Regions from separate parts of the Mus musculus genome. Here region 2 is linked to region 1. The links are chromatin contacts, called in public HiChIP or PLAC-seq maps. All regions are on one chromosome and are shown on one strand. Each heading gives the region's core, a stretch centred on a gene start, on an enhancer-like site or on the middle of the called end of the contact. The rest is flanking DNA. Distances are from core to core; before and after follow the strand shown.

Region 1 (2,822 bases), core at 206-2,705:
AGATATATAAAATAGCTTTTTAAAAGAGGAGTTTTAAAACTTATATTAACGTCTTTGAATATTAAAAAGTATATAATTGTGCCAAAAATTTGCCTAGTGCATCCCAGCCCTCCCGAGGTGGAGGTAAGATCAAATTTTCAAGTCTAGCCTGAGTCCGCTTTAAAACAAAGAATAAATAGGTAAATAAAAGTGCGATTTAAGTGATAAAATCAGCGAAGGTTTTGGTACTTTGGAGACTGTTCCGGGACGCTGCAAGAACAGGGCGCCTTGGGGGGCTGCCACGTCTCAGCTCCCTGCCTAGGGATGAGACTCCCTAACCATTAGCGTTTTATTTTTCCCCCTTTCCCCTTTGCTAGGTAGAATAAACAGCCGGAACCCGTAGCCGTCTCATAAGAAATTAAGTGCAATATTTCGTCAAAGTGAAACCACTCCATTTACTAAAGTTCTGCAAATAGAAAGACTTCTAGGTGTTGGCGGCGTGTGTGGTTGGGTGCCCGCTAGGTGTGAATCCTATTCCAAACACGTCTCGCAAAGACGTGGATTACGAATAACCGCACGGTCAAGGGCGAGTAAGCGCGCCAGAGCGCGAAGGGACTAAAGCCGACAGTGTCTCCAGGTGGGAGATGCCAGGGACATTCTGCCGCGGGGCCAGCTGGGGCTCCATATTTCTGCCCTCGGTTCTAAGCCCAGAACTGTCGCGTCGTGATGGAAAACCAGAGAGTGGAGGGCGGAGTGAGACCGCCGGGCTGCAGCGCCCCGCGCCCCGCGCCCGACGTCTGCAGACACGCCCGGCCCCGTGGCGCCGCCTCGCCGCCGCGGCCGTCAGGAGGCTCGGGCGCCTTCCCGCCTTTCCCCGGGCCGGGCCAAGGCTGGCGGCGGGGCGGGCGCGGGCGGCGACGGTGCAGCCATTGTCCCGCAGCCGCGCCCGGGGCCGCCGCCGCCGCCCGCGTCTCCTTTGTGGCCGTCGCCGACCCTCGGAGCCGCCGCTCTGCGCCCCCGGCTGCAAATGGCGCCGGGTGCCCCCTGCGTCGCCCGGCGCACCGGCTGGGGTTGCAGTCCCGGGGCGCACCCCGGCGGCTCCGCCGCCCTCCGCCAGGCTCTGGGCCCGGCCCGCAGCCCCGACGCCCGGGCCGCCCTCCTCCCGCCCGCGCCCGTGCAGCCACTTACCGCGGGGCTCTAGCCGCTCGCTCGCTCGCTCGCTCGCGCGCGCGCGCGCTGCGGAGCGATTCCCGGTTCCGGGTAGGGGAAGCAGCCCCTTTCCGAAGCCGAGGCTTTGCGCCCTAAAACAAGTAGCCCCAACGTGGGAGAAACAAAAGGTATTTGCTGACGTGGGCGTTGGACAGAAACGCCCGAGGGCTGAGGACACAATTAAAGGGGCAACGCACAGATTTCAGGCACCAACCAGCAGCTTCGCCCACTCCCCCTGTCCGTGCCCACGCCCGACTGCACCCTCCGCAGGCACTAGGGCGCCCAGGTTCCCCAGCAGTTGATTGGGGATCATTCTTTTAGTCGGGAGCTTAAATTTTAAAATTGTACTTTACGTTGGGAAAGGCGCCTCCGGAGGGCAGAAGGGCTGGATTTCTAATATGTGGAGATATTGGTTCAAGGAGAGAGGGAGGGACTTAGGCGTGCCCACAAATACTGTATACATGTGACATTATTGTACTTAAGTTTAGCGACGTAAAATGGGAGAGAGTTCCACAAAATCGCCCTTTGACGAAGCACTTAATTTCAGTTATAGCCTTTTAGAAACCTCTGTAGGTCCCCATCAAGCCCTTTGAAGAGGCAAGCCCGGAGGGGCTGAGATTAAGAGGCCGTGATTCTTTATATAAAACTAGTACAAAACAGTGTTTCGTGTTTTCAAATATAAAAATTGGTCGTAAAATCAAGTTTCTCTTCTGACGTGACCCTAATATTTATGGCACACAAATATCAGGTGATACATTTCCTAAAATAGTAAACCGCTGAATTTTCATACTGCTTAAATTCCACAAACTAAATTAGTTTTCTACTTCTTCACGCTGATTGTCAAGTAATGCGGAATGGGGGAGAAGATTCAAAGTCTCAAAGCATGCGTTTAATATTTTGAGGCGTTCCTCTCCCAAGCCTCAGTCAAGCCCATCAGGGTCCTATTTCTCCGATCTCCTCACTAAGTAACTATGTATTCGAACATCATTCTCTCTGAGAATACAATACAGTCATTTCTGAATGAAAAAAAAAAAAAAAGGAGAAATAAAAAGGAAAGGGACATGCCTGGTCCTAGGTATAGTGGAGGAGAAAGTTTATTATAGATATGTGGGAGAGCACAGCCAGAGGCAGGAACATCTGGGAGAGTACAGAGTGAACTGAGCTGTGCCCTGTGATGTGGGGTGGGGGAGGGAGGAGAGAGAGCAGCAGAACCAAGTACAGCAGGAGACCCAAATTACAAAGAGGGTAGGGAGCCAAAATGGTTGGATTATATAGGGAAGAATAGCTCAGCCCCCTGGACTGGAGGATTCAAGCTAGGGGGCCGGATATGCCAGCCTAGAGGACCCTGTAACAGGTATTGGACTGAGGGATGCTGGGAGAACCTGGTGGCCAGGTCAGCTTTGACATGTTAACTAGGCACCCCAGCTATTTGTCCCAGGTTTGACACCTAACAGTTTCTTAATGTCACACCTGTTTACCCCAGGGGTGCTCTGTGATTAAGATTCGTTTCCTGGACTTTTGAGGTAATGGGAGATAATGGAAGGAAAGGTAGACCAGTGCTTATTTGAAAATCACTAGGACAGGGCTGGTGAGATGGCTCAGCGGTTAAGAGCACTGACTGCTCTTCCAAAGGT
Region 2 (2,822 bases), core at 106-2,605, 440 kb after region 1:
GCAATAGCCCAAACCAGCCTCCCAACTCACCGGGTAACCACATTTTCCAAACAAGAAATCAAGATGCATGAACTGGCTTATAACTTCTGGCCAGGTTTCAAAAGCAAAAGGCAAACAAAAACAAAACAAAACAACACAACACAAAAAACCTCCTTCCATTAGAGAATCTCTAAGATAATCTTCAAAACTGTTAAAATCCAACTCAAACTTTTTTTTTTTTTTGAGGCTCCCAAGAGTTGAATTTAGGGCCTCACATGCAAGGCAAGCTTTTCCCAGAGTTCTATTCCCAGTTCCAATTCTAGAGGTGCTTTCTTTCTGTAGACCAGGCTGGCCTTGAACTGGGTTTAAAGGCATAGGCCACCACCGCCAGACTTTTTTTTTTAATCACGCCCATTCTTCATACTTTATTTAAGTATTGAAGAGTATCTGTGCTGTGAAGACAGTATTCCGCTTAATAGTTGAGAATACCTAGGAAAAAACTTTTTCCTTAATTCTGCATTTCCGTATCTAAAGAGTCTGTGTGTTGCTTGCCCGATAGAGGTCTGGGGAGCAGGGCAGAGAGACTTCGCAGAGATGTTCGAGGCCTCCAGGAAGGACAGCCAAGTATAAGGTACTCGGTTCCCCACTTCTGAGCTGGAAATCCCCGAGCTCAGGCCCCGGTTGCCGCCCAGTCCCAGTCCCAGACCCAGCGGGATCTGGCTCGAGGCGCCTCCCGGGATCCGGAATCCGCCCGCGACCTTGCGGGTCACTGGGTGGCCAGAGGCGCTAACTTAGACCCAGGTGCGGATGGGCGAGTCGCAGAGTGGGCGGGCGCTTCCCTCAGCCACGTTCGTCACCCCGCTACCCCCACCCCGCGCCGGTCACATGTATACGCCTTCCGTCGCCCCCAGTGCCGAGCGCAGCAAGCCACGCGGAGGCGGAGCGCGGGAGGCGCCCAGGGCAGTGGGTCAAAGCTCTGTAGGCAGAGTGGGTGGGGCCAACCGCCGCGAGCCGCCGGCAGCCAATCATCGGTTCCGAGGGCGTGGCTGCGCCGCGCGCGCCGCGCCCCGCAGCGCCCCCTGAGGGGCGGCGGCGGGAGCTGGTCCGGCTGCGCGCGCAGCGGTGGTGGCGGCGGCGCGATCGGCCGGGCTGTAACCGTCGTTCGTCCGGGAGCGGCTGGAGCGGCAGCAGCGGCCGGGCACGGCGCGAGGCGACGCCAGCGGGCAGCGGCGGTAGCGGGGGCAGCGGCGGCAGCGGGGGGGGAACACAGCGGCGGTCGCGGCAGCAACAGTAGCAGCAGCAAGACGGACTCGTGGACACGCGCCGCCGCCGCCGCCGCCGGGCCGGGCCGGGTGTCGCGCGCCGAGGCTGGGGGGGAGTCGTCGCCGCCGCCGCCGCCGCTCCCGCCGCCGCCGCCGCCGCCGAGGTGACTGAGGAGAGAGGCGCCTCCTCGCTCCCGCCTCCGCCGGCCTTCAATGCCCAGTCCCCAGCTTGCCAGCGTGAGTGCGCCCCTCCCGGGCGGCCCCGCGCGGCGCCCGGGCCTCGGGCAGGGGAGGGCGGGAGGCGCCGCTGCCATTAGAGCAGGCCCGAGACACGTCCCCGGAAGGAGGGCCGGGCCGGGCCAGGGGCGGGGAGCGCGGCTCGAGGTGGGGTGAGCGAGCGAGAGAGCGAGAGAGCGTAGAAGAATGCGGGAGAAGGTGCGTGTGCGGGCAGCATGTGTCCTTGTGGGGGCGAAGGTGTGGTGAGAGCGAGTGGGGACGAGGAGGAGCGTGGCGGACTAGGTGGTGTGCAGGGGTGCGCCTGCGTTTGTCCGGCGCGTGAGCACAGGCATCCTGGAGGCCCCTTGGTCTTTGTGTTGATAGGGAACCCTTCGCGTCCAGGGACTTAATTCACTCAAGCGTGGGATCCCTGAGTTGCAGTCAAGTAAGAGAAAAGGGTCTGAGTCTCCCGTGACGCTGATCTCTGGCGTTCTTTCCCCTTTTCGTAAAAATGTATTGTAAATTTATGAATTTCCAGAGATGTCTTTGCCATCCTCCCCACCCCCATTTCCCAGCGCTAACCATCCAAGCTTGACTCTTGTCCCGGAGTCTGAGTTTTAGCCGGTAAAGTATTCGGAAGCGTAAACTTTTTTTTTTTTGGCAAATGCTCAGTGTTGAGGTCAAGGCTATTTAATGAGGTAAGCCGCGGTATCTTTTATCTGTGACTCTCTCGTATCCTTCTGCAGAAAAGCGCCTAAGAAACGGTCATAAATATCGATAAAGTGCCATAGTTTAGTTTCTGCCCTTGGATTTGTCACGAAGTATAAAGTGACTAATCTAGCGTCATTGTAGGCATTCAGCAAATGTTTCAGTTTGGAGTCGCTATTGCTGGATTAGTATATGGTATTTACTTGCTTCCCCGCTCTGTGTTACTGAGCTGTTTCAGACAGGAAGTGAGAGAAGTTGAGCCTTGTTAGTGTGCAAGAGGAAACTAAGACTATAGAAGAACTCACATTATCAGAGCTTCGTTTTTTGATCCTGACACTCTTAGTTTTGGATCGGATGATCGGAAAGAATTGTTAATGGACTTTTTCTATGGGGGATGCAGAAGAAGTTCTTTTGTTTCATTTGTTTTATTGGACTTTTAGAAGTTCCAAATAGGTTCTTGATTTGGTATCATCTCAAATGCTTCATAACAGGTTGGCTTTGAACTCTGATCTTCCTGCCTCAAGTCTCTCCCAAGTGTTAAAGGTATAGGTATATAAGTAGGCTGAGTTGGGGATTTGAGATGAACTGTTGATAAAGATTTTCTGTTTAATGATGTAATCATAGAAGGTAATTGGAAATAAGTGAGTAAAACTGAGC

Evidence for each region. HiChIP or PLAC-seq counts read pairs in DNA pulled down with a chosen protein or histone mark.
Region 2: an H3K27ac HiChIP or PLAC-seq map of microglia shows a contact between it and region 1, with 8 times the contacts expected there. The contact joins the promoter of Ptp4a2 here to the promoter of Zbtb8a in region 1. A contact is called at or near these places in 1 of 39 promoter capture datasets (pre-B cells) and 3 of 115 datasets of contacts at active chromatin or transcription factors (memory CD8 T cells, microglia and pancreatic cancer cells).

What each region holds. Positions count from the first base shown.
Region 1 is chr4:129,376,573-129,379,394 of GRCm38.p6, forward strand. It overlaps Zbtb8a (zinc finger and BTB domain containing 8a), which reads right to left and starts at 1,456. Exons shown (of 5, transcript NM_028603.4): 1 at 1,168-1,456.
Region 2 is chr4:129,819,124-129,821,945 of GRCm38.p6, forward strand. Ptp4a2 (protein tyrosine phosphatase 4a2) reads left to right here and starts at 1,356. Exons shown (of 6, transcript NM_008974.4): 1 at 1,356-1,478.